Regions from separate parts of the Gossypium hirsutum genome. Here region 2 is linked to region 1. A link is a contact called in public Hi-C data. All regions are on one chromosome and are shown on one strand. Each heading gives the region's core, a stretch centred on a gene start, on an enhancer-like site or on the middle of the called end of the contact. The rest is flanking DNA. Distances are from core to core; before and after follow the strand shown. Region 1 has its middle 22 kb from the start of LOC121214999. Region 2 holds the start of LOC107909655 (protein RICE SALT SENSITIVE 3).

Evidence for each region. A called contact is a pair of places that touch in the nucleus more often than the background predicts.
Region 2: a contact with region 1 is called in a Hi-C map of leaf, with 1.9 times the contacts expected there. The contact joins the promoter of LOC107909655 here to the enhancer-like site in region 1. A contact is called at or near these places in 3 of 34 Hi-C or Micro-C datasets (all in leaf).

Annotation. Positions count from the first base shown.
Region 1 is chrD02:61,643,326-61,650,598 of Gossypium_hirsutum_v2.1, reverse strand. No RefSeq gene overlaps it. Among protein-coding and RNA genes, the nearest start is that of LOC121214999, 22 kb to the right of the region's middle. Within about 2 kb of position 2,783, at least 2 of the 9 cell types and tissues checked have an H3K27ac peak or open chromatin away from gene starts, as enhancers often do. A contact at or near this core is called in leaf, where this site is marked.
Region 2 is chrD02:61,824,861-61,832,133 of Gossypium_hirsutum_v2.1, reverse strand. LOC107909655 (protein RICE SALT SENSITIVE 3) reads left to right here and starts at 2,454. Exons shown (of 7, transcript XM_016837271.2): 1 at 2,454-2,742; 2 at 2,972-3,022; 3 at 3,117-3,290; 4 at 3,371-3,476; 5 at 3,579-3,620; 6 at 3,703-3,759; 7 at 3,880-4,652. The coding sequence starts at 2,606. The coding sequence ends at 4,365.

The DNA.
Region 1 (7,273 bases), core at 1,534-4,033:
ATGTTCTTCCTCAAAGAAAATTAACATTTTTTGAACAAAATATTTGGGCAAACGATAGGTATATGACCAATGGTCTTTAGGATCACGCTCATTAAAAAATTTTATAATTGCATTCACTTCAAGGAATGCAACACATCTAATAAGACAGACTTCTAAATGCCCCCAAAGATTTCTTTAAAGGGGACTAATATCACAAAAACTTATGTTTTGAATCGATAATTAATATATATTTAAATAATCATTTAAAAATAATATATTATGAAGGTTCATTAGTAAATCTTATGAACCCATCGATATTTAAAAAGGGAATCATAAAAAAGAAAAATTATTGTGTTGGTAACGTGTTATGAAATAAATATTAAAAAGAGAATGTAAAAAGATGTGTAATAATAAAATATTCATAACATAGACCATTATACTAAAAAAGGCCCATTTCTTACTTTATTTATAAAATTGGGCCATTTTAAATTTTATTTACTAGAATGGGCCAAAAAACTTAAAACGCACTTATGTGGAAGCATTTTAAGGGGAAATTTCATAAAAGCACGCTAATGGAGATGCGCTATACTCCGTGTCAACAAAAACACGCTAATGTGGACATGCTTTTGCTCGTTTTGAGACTAAATTTTCAAAAAATATCAATTTTTTAGAATATTATAAAAATAGACCAATTTTTTAAAAAAAAATTACAAGAATAAGCCTTTATAAAGACCCAACGTGACAACATTTTTTTTATTTTATGGTGCCACCAATTAATATGGAAATAAAACTTATAAAATAGATCTTTATATAGACCCAAAGTCTCATTTTTCTTGTTTTCTTAAGCAATGTGAGATGTGAGATGTGAGATATGTGTATATATAGAGCCATGAATAGGTTTTCAACTTGTTCCTAGACAATGTGGGATTCTTTCCTCTTTTAACTAACAACATAAGATTAAAGGCTACACTATATTTTATAATTTTTTTACAAAACAATTTCTATTTTTTTTATATTTTGTTAACATTTTCTCATAGTATAAAATTATCTTTTGAGATTTTTAATCTTGTTCCATTTTAGAATTGTTAGCATATACAAAAGGACTATTAAAAGAAAAGAATAAATTGCACATATGAAACTTGTACATGCATAATCTTCTATTCAATTTTAAATGTTTGAAGTTAATATCCATGCAATTCTAATTTTTAAAATAAATTTTTATTATTTAAATTTAGAAATTATACTTTTAATTTTTTATTATTTATTTTATTTTATTTTATGAATGTTTGATTAATAAATAAATGGTGAGTATTTGGTACTTAAATAGTATTATTTTTGTAATTTTAAAAAATTGATATATCTTTTTTAAATATTTATTTATTTTTAATATTTTACTATACTCATTAATTTTTTAATCCTAATTTTAATTTAATTTTCATCACCTAGTGAATGCTGATAAATTTATTTCAGATATATTTTGACTAGATAGATAACCTATTTAAACATAATATATAATTATGTTAAATAAATTTTTTTATAGAAATATATAATATATAAAATCTAATAGTTATTTTTCATATTTTTATATCTAGATTAAATTACATTAGTAGTCACTTAACTATGATTTTTTGGCTATCGAATTATAAAAACTTACAAAATGATCACTCAACTATTAGTACCTTTTTAAATATTTATTTTTAAATATTTTACCATACTCATTTTATATTTTATATATTTTTTACTTATAGAGTTTAAAAGTTTTATTTATAATGTAACAAATGTTAACTTTTTGTAAAAAAATTTAAACTCTATAAGTAAAAAAATATAAAATATAGCATAGCCTTTAATATTATGTTGTTAGTCAAAAGAGGAAGGAATCCTACATTATTTAGGAACAAGCTGTAAACCTATTCATGAGTCTATATATACACATATCTCATATCCCACATTGCTTAAGAAAATAAGAGAAATGAGACTTTGAGTCTATATAAAGATTTGCTTTATAAGTTTTATTTTCATATTAATTGGTGATACCTTAAAATAAAATAAAAATAGTGTTGCCACTTTGGGTCATTATAAAGGCTTATTCTCGTAAATTTCTAAAAAAAATTAGTCTATTTTTATAATATTTAAAAAAATGAACTTTTTTGAAAATTTAATCTGAGAAAAGATAAATGTGCACCCACGTCAGTGTGTTTTTGCTGACACGGGGTAAAGTGTGTTCCTGTCAGCGTGCTTTTCTGAGATTTCCTCTTAAAATGCTTCCACGTAGGCATGTTTTGGGTTTTTTGGTTCATTCCGGTAAATAAAGTTTAAAGTGGCTCATTTCCGTAAATAAAGTAGGAAATGAACATTTTAGTAAAATGGTCCAGAACATAAATAAAAATTTAATTTCTTTTTCATTTTCGCTTGATTTTTTATTCTTTTTATAATAACATCTAAAAGTAAAATACAATTAAATTATTGAATGTAGAAAAAATTTTAAAATTTATATTTACATATAATCACATTTATACTTATGTAATTAAAATTTAATTGTATATGTATCTAATATAATTTATTAACAAATTTGAAACTAGGATATAAATGTATATATGAAAAATATTTGAAAAGTACCGAAAAACAAGAAAATGTATATATACATGCCAACATCAAAATAAAAAAATTTTGTCTATCGTTATAGTACCGGCTATTTTATGTTAAATTGGTTTTAGTGGGATGGCAAATACCGTGGATCGTTAGAGAATCGTATAATTTTGAGGGAGTGGCCCAATCTCATGTTATGTGCGAAAACTGAAAACTACAGTACGAATTTGATGGGCAGTGGCGTAGGACAGAGGCAGGCATGATGCCGGCAGGTCTCCACTCTCAAAGCCCCCAACACTTTCACAAATTAACTGCAGAAAAGTTGTAGGGTCCTTTTCGGCCTTTCACCACCAACAAACTTCCAAAACTGAGCCATAAAATTACTACACAATACGGCAAAATCCAAGCTCTGCCTGTGCCTGCTTACGACTTTTGCCAACATGCCTCGTAGACGTGTTAATTACTCTGAGCGAAAACATTTTGGATCTCTCATTTGGGTAAACTAATAAGGTTTTGGTATAGTTGGCAAAAGTGAAAATTTTGAATTTTGATTATCAAGGTTCAAGATTCATCTTGTAAATTATATGTATAGATCTTTGAGTTCCACCATATATTATTACGTATAAATTTTACTTCACCATGTATTATTATGTATGAATTTTATTCAATTAATCAGTTTTATTCTTGATTATTCTAGTGCTTAGTCTATAGTAATTAATTAATTGTATATTATTTCTAATTTTTCGTTTGTATTGTAATAATTTGATTCTACACTATGTGGTTGCTTGAACATAAACTTGTATTTATACTTTGATTGTACTTGTAATCTTTCAAAGAAAATTTCATTTAAATAGAATTTAAAGAGATTGAAATAAGCTAGTTTTTTTTAATTTTAAAACATATTAATTTTTTTTAATATAGTTTACATATTTTTTATAATTAAATTTAACTATTAATATTAATTTTATTATGAAAGTTTTAATTGGAATAGCTTTTTAGGTTGGGTTGATAAAAATTTTTGGGGGAAAAAAGAGTAGAGTATATGATGATAATTTTTTATTCTTTTTTTGTTTTATTTTTTATTGGATTATTTTGCTTCTCAATCTTCAAAATTTAGTTCAATTGTATTTTTCTAGATGAAAAAGTTTACTAGATCATGAAAATTTAATAGTATTAGTGTGGCAATTCACATATATTTCATAAAAATTTAAAACATTATTAAAATTTATTAAACAGTTCAAAAAAATTAAGTAAAATTAAAAGATTTCTCCATGTAAACAATAAGTACATGTAGACTGCCATTTGAGTTGTCACTTCGATGCTATTAAAATTTTAACAGTTTAAAAAAAATTTCCTTTCAAAACAATGCAATTTAAATAAATTTTGAAGGTTGATCAACGAAGTAATCTCAAAAAAATTAAGACCAAAAGGCTAAAATGGATACATATTAGAATTTGTCATAATGCCAAAAAATAGATTGAATTATTTCAAATTAATTCAAATAATATTAAATTTAAACAAATTTATGATAAAGTCAATATTAAATATATTTATTAAAATGTAGAAAATAAGTAATAATATTAAAAAAATGGCTTAAGGGCGTAAAAAACTCTCAAATTTTTTCTAAAACAGCAATTAGCCCCCCTTTTTTTTGCACTCAATTAGGTACTTAAACTTTCAAAATGCATCAAAAAAATTCTCAAACTTTTTCAAAAAAAGCAGTTAAACCCCTTTTTTTTGCACTTAATTGGGTACTTGAACTGTCAAAATACATAAAAAAGACCATTAGGCCATTAACTTTAACAGTTGACCATTAAAATTAATTGCCCCTAATTTTTTTTAATTAAACCCACCTTATGTCACAACCATGGTGAGATATGTGGCAAAAAAATTATAAAAAATAAAACTAAATAAAAGTTATAAAAAATTATTAAATTTTAATTCAAAATATATAAAAACAGAAAAAAATTATAAAAATTATAAAAATCGTAAAAAATATATAAAAAATTGTAAAATTTTATAAAAATCATAAAAAATTATAAAATGTATCAAAAAGGCACTTTAACCATTAAATTTAACTGTTGGTCATCAAAGTTAACGACACCTAGTTTTTTTTCCAATTAAAGCCATCATATGTCTCAACACAACGTGATATGTGGCGAAAAATGATAAAAATAAAAATAAATAAAAGTTATATAAAATTATAAAATGCTTATTTGGGTACGATAATTTTTATATTTTTTCACGAATTTTATATTTCTTTACATTTTTTTATAACAACCCGTTTTTAGTGGTGTCGAAAATAGTGGTTTCGGAACCACAATTCCGACAAGTGAATAAATATTTTAATATTTATTTAAATTCTACGGATTATATTAGGGTTGTATTAAAGTTTCATTAAGAAATTTTGAAGTTTAAATGGTTAATAAGGTAAAAAGGACTAAATCGTAAAAGTTACAGAAGTTGAATTCTGTTAGTTAAATGGATCAAATAGCTTTAAAAAGGCAAATAAATGGACTTTAATGGTAAATATACCACAATTAAAATTAGTGGATGTGTATGGAAAGGTATTATGGTAGTTTTAATGAAATTTTAAGGTTAAAGTAGTAATTTAGTAAATAAAAGAATAACTAAGTAAATAAAAGATGAATTAAGTATCATCTTCCTTGTTTTTCTTTCCCTAAACCAATCCCACCATTAGAGAATGAAGCAAGTTCGGTCAAGCTATTTGCTAGTGCATGGTATGTAAATTTGTCTTGTTTTTAATGATTTTTTCGTTTTTGAATTCGTATTAGCTTAATCTAGCTGGCTCGGGGTTAATTTACAAAATTTTTAAAGGTTGAGGCACTTACCATGGTTGAGTTTGAATGTGTTTTGATGTTAGTTGATAGATTATCAATCTTACTTGTTAAATAAACTTGTTTTGTTATGTGGTTTTTTTGATGAATTTGAGATTAGGGATTTAATTGTTGAAAGTGTAATCTATGGGTTTTAATGTGAAATGCTGGTAATTATGGGCTGTTCCAAGGTCCCTTGTAGAATTGGCTAACATTGGTTTAGGTTAAAATGGTTAAATCCTAAGTTATGAGCTTAAGGACTAATTTGTGAAAAGTTAAAATATTAGGGGTAATTTCATAATTATACATTAATATGAATTATTATTTTAATTGAATACTTGAAGTTATTTGAAATACTTAATTGAATGAAATTATCTATTTAGATCAAGATAAACAACAACCAGACTTAAATTAGGGAAAAGCTAAAGTTTGGACTAGACTTCAATTCGGCTATTGCAACCATAGTTATCGAGGTAAGTTTGTATGCATTATAATCGTATTAATGATAGCTAAATTGATTATCTGCTATATTGTGTTAATATAAACGAACTTGAATATACATATATCAAAGTTTTGAGTAACGGATAAATAGTCTTGTTTGAACCTAAGAATTTTTAGGATATGAATGATATGTCATTAGATATTTCATATTTCGGGTATTGGTCTTGAATGTCCTACCGATGGGTGAGGTCTTGCATTTGTTACGGATTCTACACAGCTCGTGTGAGCACTATTGAAAAGAAAAGGTTACGGTTATATGGAAAAGCACACTATGTATGAGCATTCCCGAGTATCCAATGCAATTCTAGATGGTTCAACAGGTAAGTAAAAGAAATGGCATGGTATGTATAAAATTGAATATTGGTGCATGATCTTATGAAAAGATTAATGTAATAAAAGATGTGTATATGAAAATCTACTTATGATATGATTGAACTCATATGTATCATGTATGAACTTACTAACTTGGGAGTTTGATGGTGCTTGTATAGGGTTTTACTAAGCTTATGGACTTGGTAATGATATTATGCTTATTTTATAATGTTGCTTAAGAAATGGTAAGTTATGTTTGAGTTTATACGAGCTTACTAAGCACTAGTTTCTTACGTATTCATTTTCCTTCGTTTCATAGATTATCGGAAGCTCGACCGGTTGGAAGCTTGTCGGAGATCTATCACACTATCAGACAACCATTTCGGTATGTTTTGTTTTATGGACTTTAATGCCTTGACAAGTTAGGTCATTTTGGCCACTTTTAGGTACTTGTAATATAGGATCCTTTTTGGTATGTTTGTGATAATATGTAAATGGTTATATATGATGTCATTTGGTAGTTAAAGGAACTAAGTTTTGTGCTTGGAATATGACATATTGGTTAGATGAAATAAGATGTTTGAAATGGTATGTTTATAAGTGTTTGAAAGGTGTTTAGGTCTTTTGAATGTATGCACAAATTGGATGGTTGATTAGGTGTGTTTTGGCCTTGAAATGACTTGTTTTTAGGGCCAATTTATGAAGCACGTGGCTTGGGACACGAGCTGTCACACGGCCGTGTGACACACACGGCCTGGCCACACGGTCATGTGTCACTTGTTAATTTTGGTGTATCAAGTCAGTGTGTTACATGGCCTAGCACAAGGGCTATGTGTCACAAGTCAGATAGTTGCACGGCCTGCGACACGGTCGTGTGACCCAACTCAGTGGGTTACACGGTTTGAGACATGGGCTGGGACAAGGTCGTGTGTCCTTTTGTTTGATTGTTACACAGTCTAAGCTATCTCACACGGCCGAGTGACCCTTGTTGTCAAATTTTGCAACTTTTTTCCAATTATTCTTATTTGTTTCGATTTAGTCCCAGATCGTTCCCAAAC
Region 2 (7,273 bases), core at 1,205-3,704, 180 kb before region 1:
AGAAACACTGAAATTTAGATCTTTGGACATCATTGATACCAAACATCCAACCCCCTTCTTAACAATAACCCATGTTTCTCAAAAGCTGTACCTCTAATATTATTATATGATATACAAATCCAACATTCCAAATTCAAATATCAAATTAATTAGACTCCCTCTATACCAACTTCATTTTCATTAAACATCAAGGCAAGAATTGTAGGAGAATAGGGATATTTGGCTGCTTTGAAGTATGCAATATTGGATTGTGTTTCATTGTCATATATATATAAACAATTTCAGTCATTATTTATTGCTTGTTTTGGTTGTTTCTTAGAATTGAAATATTTTTTTTTAATGCAAATTGGGACATTGGGAAGGATGGGGAGAGCAGAGATTCCATTTCCTCAATGGAAGAAAGGGATGGGGTACTTCAACACCTGTTATCTTGACCAAGACTCTTGTGCCACTCTTGTCTCCCATACTTATTAAGCTTATTCCCAAAATACTATTCCACAAACTATTCAACAATAAAAGAAAAAGGTGAAATATAATATCATATATACTAGTATAAAAGTAAGAGGGAGAAGAATCGCTATAAATAAATATGGCTTCTAGAGTAATCACCTCTTATTATATCAGTAAAATCCAAGCTAGTTTCACTTGGGCTTTTGCTGACATCAAGTCATCAGAGGCTGTCCCCAACACTGCTGTTTTCACCTTGCCAAAGGGACCGTACATTTACGACCTACACAACTTTAAACAACAACCATAACACCAACAGTTTTGCGTTCGGAGGAGTCTAATAGGATTCTGAATATATTAACTATATGAATATGAAGATAGGCATGCCTGTCGCTATCAAAGAAAAAAAAGGGGGTGAGAAATGCCGGTTGGTTGATGATAATTAATGTGGTGAATTGGAGGATGATTACAGGGGCTAATGATCTCATTTTGTCATAAACAGACGGTCAAATACAAGAGTATAATTGTCTGTCAAAACTTTCTTGGTGTCAGGAAGGTGAATTGAAAGCACTGAAAGCTCCTTTTAGTCATCATGTAGCTGCAGCCCAGAGAGAGAAAGAGAAAGATAGATCCCAAAGGACCCAAAACTAATGAAAATCTTACTAGTAGAAAGTACACTGGTTCTCTCATACATCTTTGCATCAATATCCGTGTATGTCAAAGTGTACAAAACTGTTTGTAAAGCAGCTCTCCCCCCTGATGATCAATTTACCATATTAATTGCTGCAACTTATTTGTTTTATTCTTAAACACCCCTGTATTAAACTTATATTATCAAACCCCTTTCCTTAGGACCTCTTCTTGACAGCCTCCCAGGTGATCCATCCATCCATCAAGATTTACAACAAAATGTCTCCATCTCTCAAGCTAGTCAAACAGACCACTTATTAAATCTGTCAAAAAAATGAATAGAATCATGTGATTTTTGTGCTCTAGCACTTCCAAGTGTGGGGTCCTTTATTTTTTTGATGCTCACAATCTGTACATACTTTCACGTTATAAGAATGTGGCAGGTAATGCCATACCTTTGACAATTTGAGAAGTCATGCAGGCGTAATGCATCAACCATGCGTATTCTTATCATATGTGGATTGAGATTGGCAGCAAAATTTGACTTTTCTATCATAAAATATCACAATCACAACCGAAAATCTCATCAATTATAACTCTCACACTTTCTTCCTTTTCATTCATGAATACAAGTTAAGATTCAAGAATACATATAATAAATACACAAGACATACATGAACATCTTTGATATTATATCAAACCTTCTTAATCTTGCATTCATATATGTAGTAGCGAAGGAATAAGTGTGATCATATTTGGCTGTTGATATGCCCCATATAGAGGGACACTTGGATGCACCAAAATGATGGCGATAAAGAATGGGGTGGGGGAAAAGAGTGAGAGAGAGAGAGAGAGAGAGAGAGAGAGGAAGTGAGAGAAGTAACCTAAATGAACATTTAAAAATTCTCTGCTAAAGAAGAAGAAATCAATGGATCGTAGTAGCTCGACACTGAGTGAATAAATAGAGATGGTGGAAATGTAAGTGTTGTTCCTGGGACTGAAATGAGTGGTTATACCTAGATGTGTCAGATAGGTAAGGAAAAAAAACATTGGGGTTGAATAGAAAGAGAGATATGTGTGTATGGGTCCTCAGAGAAATACTCAGAAATGGGGCAAAACTCATGATGTTAGCATAAGAAGAATAAGGTTTGGTCTGTGTTTGAGAGTGGTATTTTCCTTATTGGGATAAGGGTAGAAAGAGAAAATACAACCAGGACAGGAGAGCTGTTTTTAAAACGGAGGGTTGATTGATAAAGGAGAACCGTTGGGAACCGAGAAGGGCAAATCGTGGGGCCTCATAAAATCATTTTGGTAAAATTTAAAGCATGATTAAATGCAATACAGTAACAGAGAGAGAGAAAGAGAGAGAGAGGTATAAAAGTGACATTTCCATGTTGGTTTGCTTATATAAAGGAGGTTAAGATGCTGGCTTCTCCCTTCTTTTAAGGAAAGATATATCCGTAGAGAGGAGGGAAAAAAAATGAAAAGAATGAAAGAGAGGGTCTAAAAGAAAGTGTGAAGAAATTTGATGGAGGAACATCTCAGTCCATTAGCTGTTACTCATCTCCTTCAACACACACTAAGAAGCTTGTGCATTCATGAGAACTCTCAATGGGTTTATGCAGTCTTTTGGAGGATCTTACCTAGAAACTATCCACCTCCCAAGTAAGGAAGCTAAGCATAAAGCCAAATTACACAAACACACTAATACTGCTTTCCTTTTTCTTTCTCCTTAGGGGTACTGCAGTAGGTTTCCTTTTCTTCCAAGATAAAGGATCTAACATATCTGACTCATTCAATGGATAAACAACACACAGATGTCATAATCTCTCACTAATTTATGGTTTTCTCATGCCTTTTTGAGACAATTGTTTTTCCATTACTTTTATCATAGATGGGATGGCCAAGGAGCTTATGACAGGTCAAGAGGAAACAGGAGAAACTGGTATAGGTTTTCAGTTTCTTTTTTCTTTATGGAAAACAATATGCCATGCATATATTTTATAACTTACTTACAGTTGATAGTGAACAAATTGCAGGATATTAGTTTGGGAAGATGGTTTCTGCAACTTTGCTGCCTCAGCAGCTGAAATAAACTCCGGAGACTGTCATGGTTCCTCAGTCCATGGCAGCAGTGAGTTTCAACATTATCAAGGACTGCAACCAGAGCTTTTCTTTAAGATGTCACATGAAATCTACAACTATGGAGAAGGGTAAGAATTTGTATAAGCTATTAGGTAATTGGTAATATTAATTTCAAGTAAACTGACCTTTTATCTGTTAACGTGGGCAGTTTGATAGGAAAAGTGGCTGCAGATCACAGTCACAAGTGGATATACAAAGAACCCAATGAGCAGGAAATCAACTTCTTGTCAGCATGGCATAACTCTGCAGACTCAGTAAGCATACATGTTTGCCCGTCCAATCCATGCTTACAGTTACACCCTTTGGTGATTACAGGTTCCTCTCGTTTCTCACAAAATCTTCTTTGTTTTCTCTAGCATCCTAGGACATGGGAAGCACAGTTTCAGGCTGGAATAAAGGTATACCACAATATCAACATCACAAAACTCTCAAGAATTAAGGTAGATCTAATTACCTGCTTTGAATTGAACATCTTTTCAGACCATCGCCTTGATTGCAGTTAGAGAAGGTGTTGTGCAACTAGGAGCTGTTCACAAGGTTCTCTCTCTCTCTCTCTCTCTCTAAAGTTCATACAGCACACAATTTGGTTTGCTATCGTGATGCACCTGACAGTACCATATATATCTCCATTTTCTTTCTCATTTATGTTACTCAAAGGTAATTGAAGACCTGAGTTATGTAGTTCTACTGAGAAAGAAATTCAGCTACATAGAAAGCCTTCCTGGAGTACTCTTGCCCCACCCATCATCTTCTGCTTACCCTTTCAAAGTAGATGCCTATGGCACACCAGAAGCATGGGCGCATTTCCCAGCAGGGACAACAATTGCACCACCGCCACCACCTGAATTCTACGACCACTTCAATCAGCCCATGAAAATAACACCTTCCATGAGCAGCCTTGAAGCCCTTCTTTCCAAGCTTCCATCAGTTGTACCACCGCAAGCTTCTTCCGGCTACTGCGAGTCTCATCCACAGTCGCAGTTCCAATCATCGCAAAGGCCAGTGGAATACATTGGGATGGAGAAAGTGGCAAAAGAAGAAATTGATGAAGAGTATAAGCCTGAACAAGATATGGGTGAAAGCAGCACCTCCTTTTCTGCATATCGTCGCCAACAACAGTATCATCAACACCTCTCAATGTAACCAAACGGCAGGCCCAACAATGGATTTTGATATATAGCGAGTGATATTTGGAGTATATATATCATATAGCCCAGTTCTTATATGTAGATTGTGCATGGATCGGTGCATTAATTTCTATAATGTTTCAGTTAGGCCATTGGGGTGTTAATTTCTACTAAACTGTAACAGCTTTCTTTGCTGTTGAAGCTTTGTTTAGCCCTAGGCTCCAAGCTAGTATATACTATCATGAATCTTCATCTTCCACCGATCCCTTCATATATATATATATGAGCTTAAATTCCTTGTTAGTATATGATTCTTGAGATGATTAAGCACCCTTCACTGAATACCGTATGTTATGATGCATATTTATTTGATAAGAATCATACTTCAATTATTTCAAAATTAATGCCAACTAAATGAGAGGAAAATATTGCCAAGAGAGGAAACTTCATATAATAAGAAAACGAGTATCAGAAATATAGAAGGCTTCATTAATCTTCTTATGATATAATAATATAATATAATATTATCTGTGTAAGGAAATAGTTAAACAAATAAACAGGATAATAATCCTTTTTTAATTAGTACTTTTACTTTTTATTCTTGAAACAAAGTATGAGTTTAAAGATTAATAAATTTGACATTAATTTTTTTACGCGTAAGCAATATTAAACAATCATTTTTCAAGCCGCCTAATTAGTTTTCTAAATTGTCTTTTAAAGTTGAATGAAAAAACTAACAATTATAGCATTTCGCTTTTCAAAAACCCTGCTCTTTATTTATATTAATTATAAATTATAAGTTTAAGGTAAAAAAAACTCATTAAAATTAAAACAATTAATTAAATTTTCATTGAAATTTTTCATTCAATTGAGTCTTTATTGACAAAAAATAAATCAATTAAGTGTATTTGCTAAAGTTGATTGTGCTGGAACCCAAGTTGTGGCTTTTTTGGTCGGGTTTTGATCTGCTGTAATTTGATATGATAAATTACGTTTCCCCATTACACTTGAGGAGCTTGTTTTTGAGTAAAGTAGCATATTTTCTATAGTTTTTCGTAGTTTTTAAGTTTTTAGTTAATAAGCTTAAATGCCTCATTTTTTTTGTTTTTGAGACCTAAATTGGCCAATAGTATTATTGGGGGGCCTAACATATGATTGAGTGTTGGAGGCCGAAATTGAGTGAGAACTTCACCAAAGGAGAGGGTATCGCGATATCCTACCCTTGGAATCACGATACCTCCAACAGGCCCTAAGGATGGAGACTTCACACAGTGATGTTGGGATATCCACCCTAAGGTATCGCAACATCCACTAGTTTTGTCAACCCCCTATTTCAAGACTGTCAACGATGTCGCGACACTCATCCTATGGGTATCGCGATATCCACATCGTGAGAGGACAAAAATGAAACAAAGGATAGTTCTTGTCCAACCGAAGCACCAATCATTTAAGGCCCGTTCAAGGGTATTTTGGGCAACAAAATTGGGTTAGAATAATTGCTTATATCAGTCAAAATTTGGCTGAAATGAGGCCACTTTAGACTAGTTTAACTTTAGTTTTCTCTAGTTTTTTTTAGTTTTCATGCAGTTTTTCTAGGGTTTCTATTTTCTCTTGTTCTTTCATAGTTTTAGAGTTTATTTTACTATACTTTCTTCTTGTAGTTAGTTAAGTTAGTTAACATTGTAGCTTAGGCTTATTTGCACTTTTAAGCCTTGTACCTTGGTCGTAATGATATTTTTAGCTTTAGTTTAATGCATTTCAGTTTCCTTTACTTTAAATCTATTAAAGTTTGTTCCTTTTATGTTTCTTACTTTTGATTTTTATGTTGTATGCTTCTCTTTATATTTCCTTTAAGTTACTTTGCATAAAAATCCAAACTTTTGTATTTTTCTTAAGCTTTTCTTTAATGGCTTCCATGCTTTTCATTTTCATGTTCATTAGCTTTATTTTTCACATGAGTAACTAAACTTTAAAGCGGGTTGGTTGATGGAAATGTGATGAGTTGATTTTTGAATGAGGGATCAAATTGTAATAAATTGGACTAATTTGAATGAACCTAAAAACTTAGGATTGACGACCCTAAGGGAATATCTAGGCAAGTGAGACCAAGAGGAGATCTTGTTGGGCACCAATTCATTAGTCCCGGGTTAACCGGTGAGGCCAAGAGTTAATCTGGATTAATTTGTCTAACTTGGTAAAATTGAGACTTAGAGGTAAAATGGAGCCATTTTAGGAGTTTAAGCGATTTGGATCCCTAATTCGAAGATTGGTAAATCACATCGATATCAGTCAACCACCGTTTGTTAGTTGTTTGTTAATTTCGTAATTTTACGCATTTTACAATTTAGTGCTTAGTAGCTTGCTAGTAGTTTAGTGCTCTTGATTTTATGGTTTGTTGTAATATAATCTTCTGCGATTAGTTGGTTAGACTCATTATTTCGCATGCTCGTTATTTAGAAATTGTTCAAACCCTAGACTCTCTCGGTTTCGATCCTTGGAATACTCTAGTGTTCCATTGTAACACTACAAATATTACAACTGACTTGTCACACTTGTAGTAAGCTGCAATATTTGTTTTAGTAGGACTGTTGATTTTCTCTCTTCATTCAAGAACACGGAGAGAGGCTGTCAAGTGTTCACTTTCTCCAAGAATAGTTTAGGTTCGATTCTTATTTGTACCAAAAGAAAAGGTTGATTGTGTTGACTGTTATATTTTGTTGACATGGCAAATGATGACACAAGACACTAACACATGACATGCCATGTGTAACTATTATTGATGTTACATTTTTCACGTCAACAAATATTTTAAAAAATCCTAAAATTTGATTGAAAATTTTAAAAAAAATTGGGCGTCCAAGTTCATTTGACTCTTGACTAGCATTTGTCTAGGTTCATTTTAAAAGTGATTTATTAAATAATAT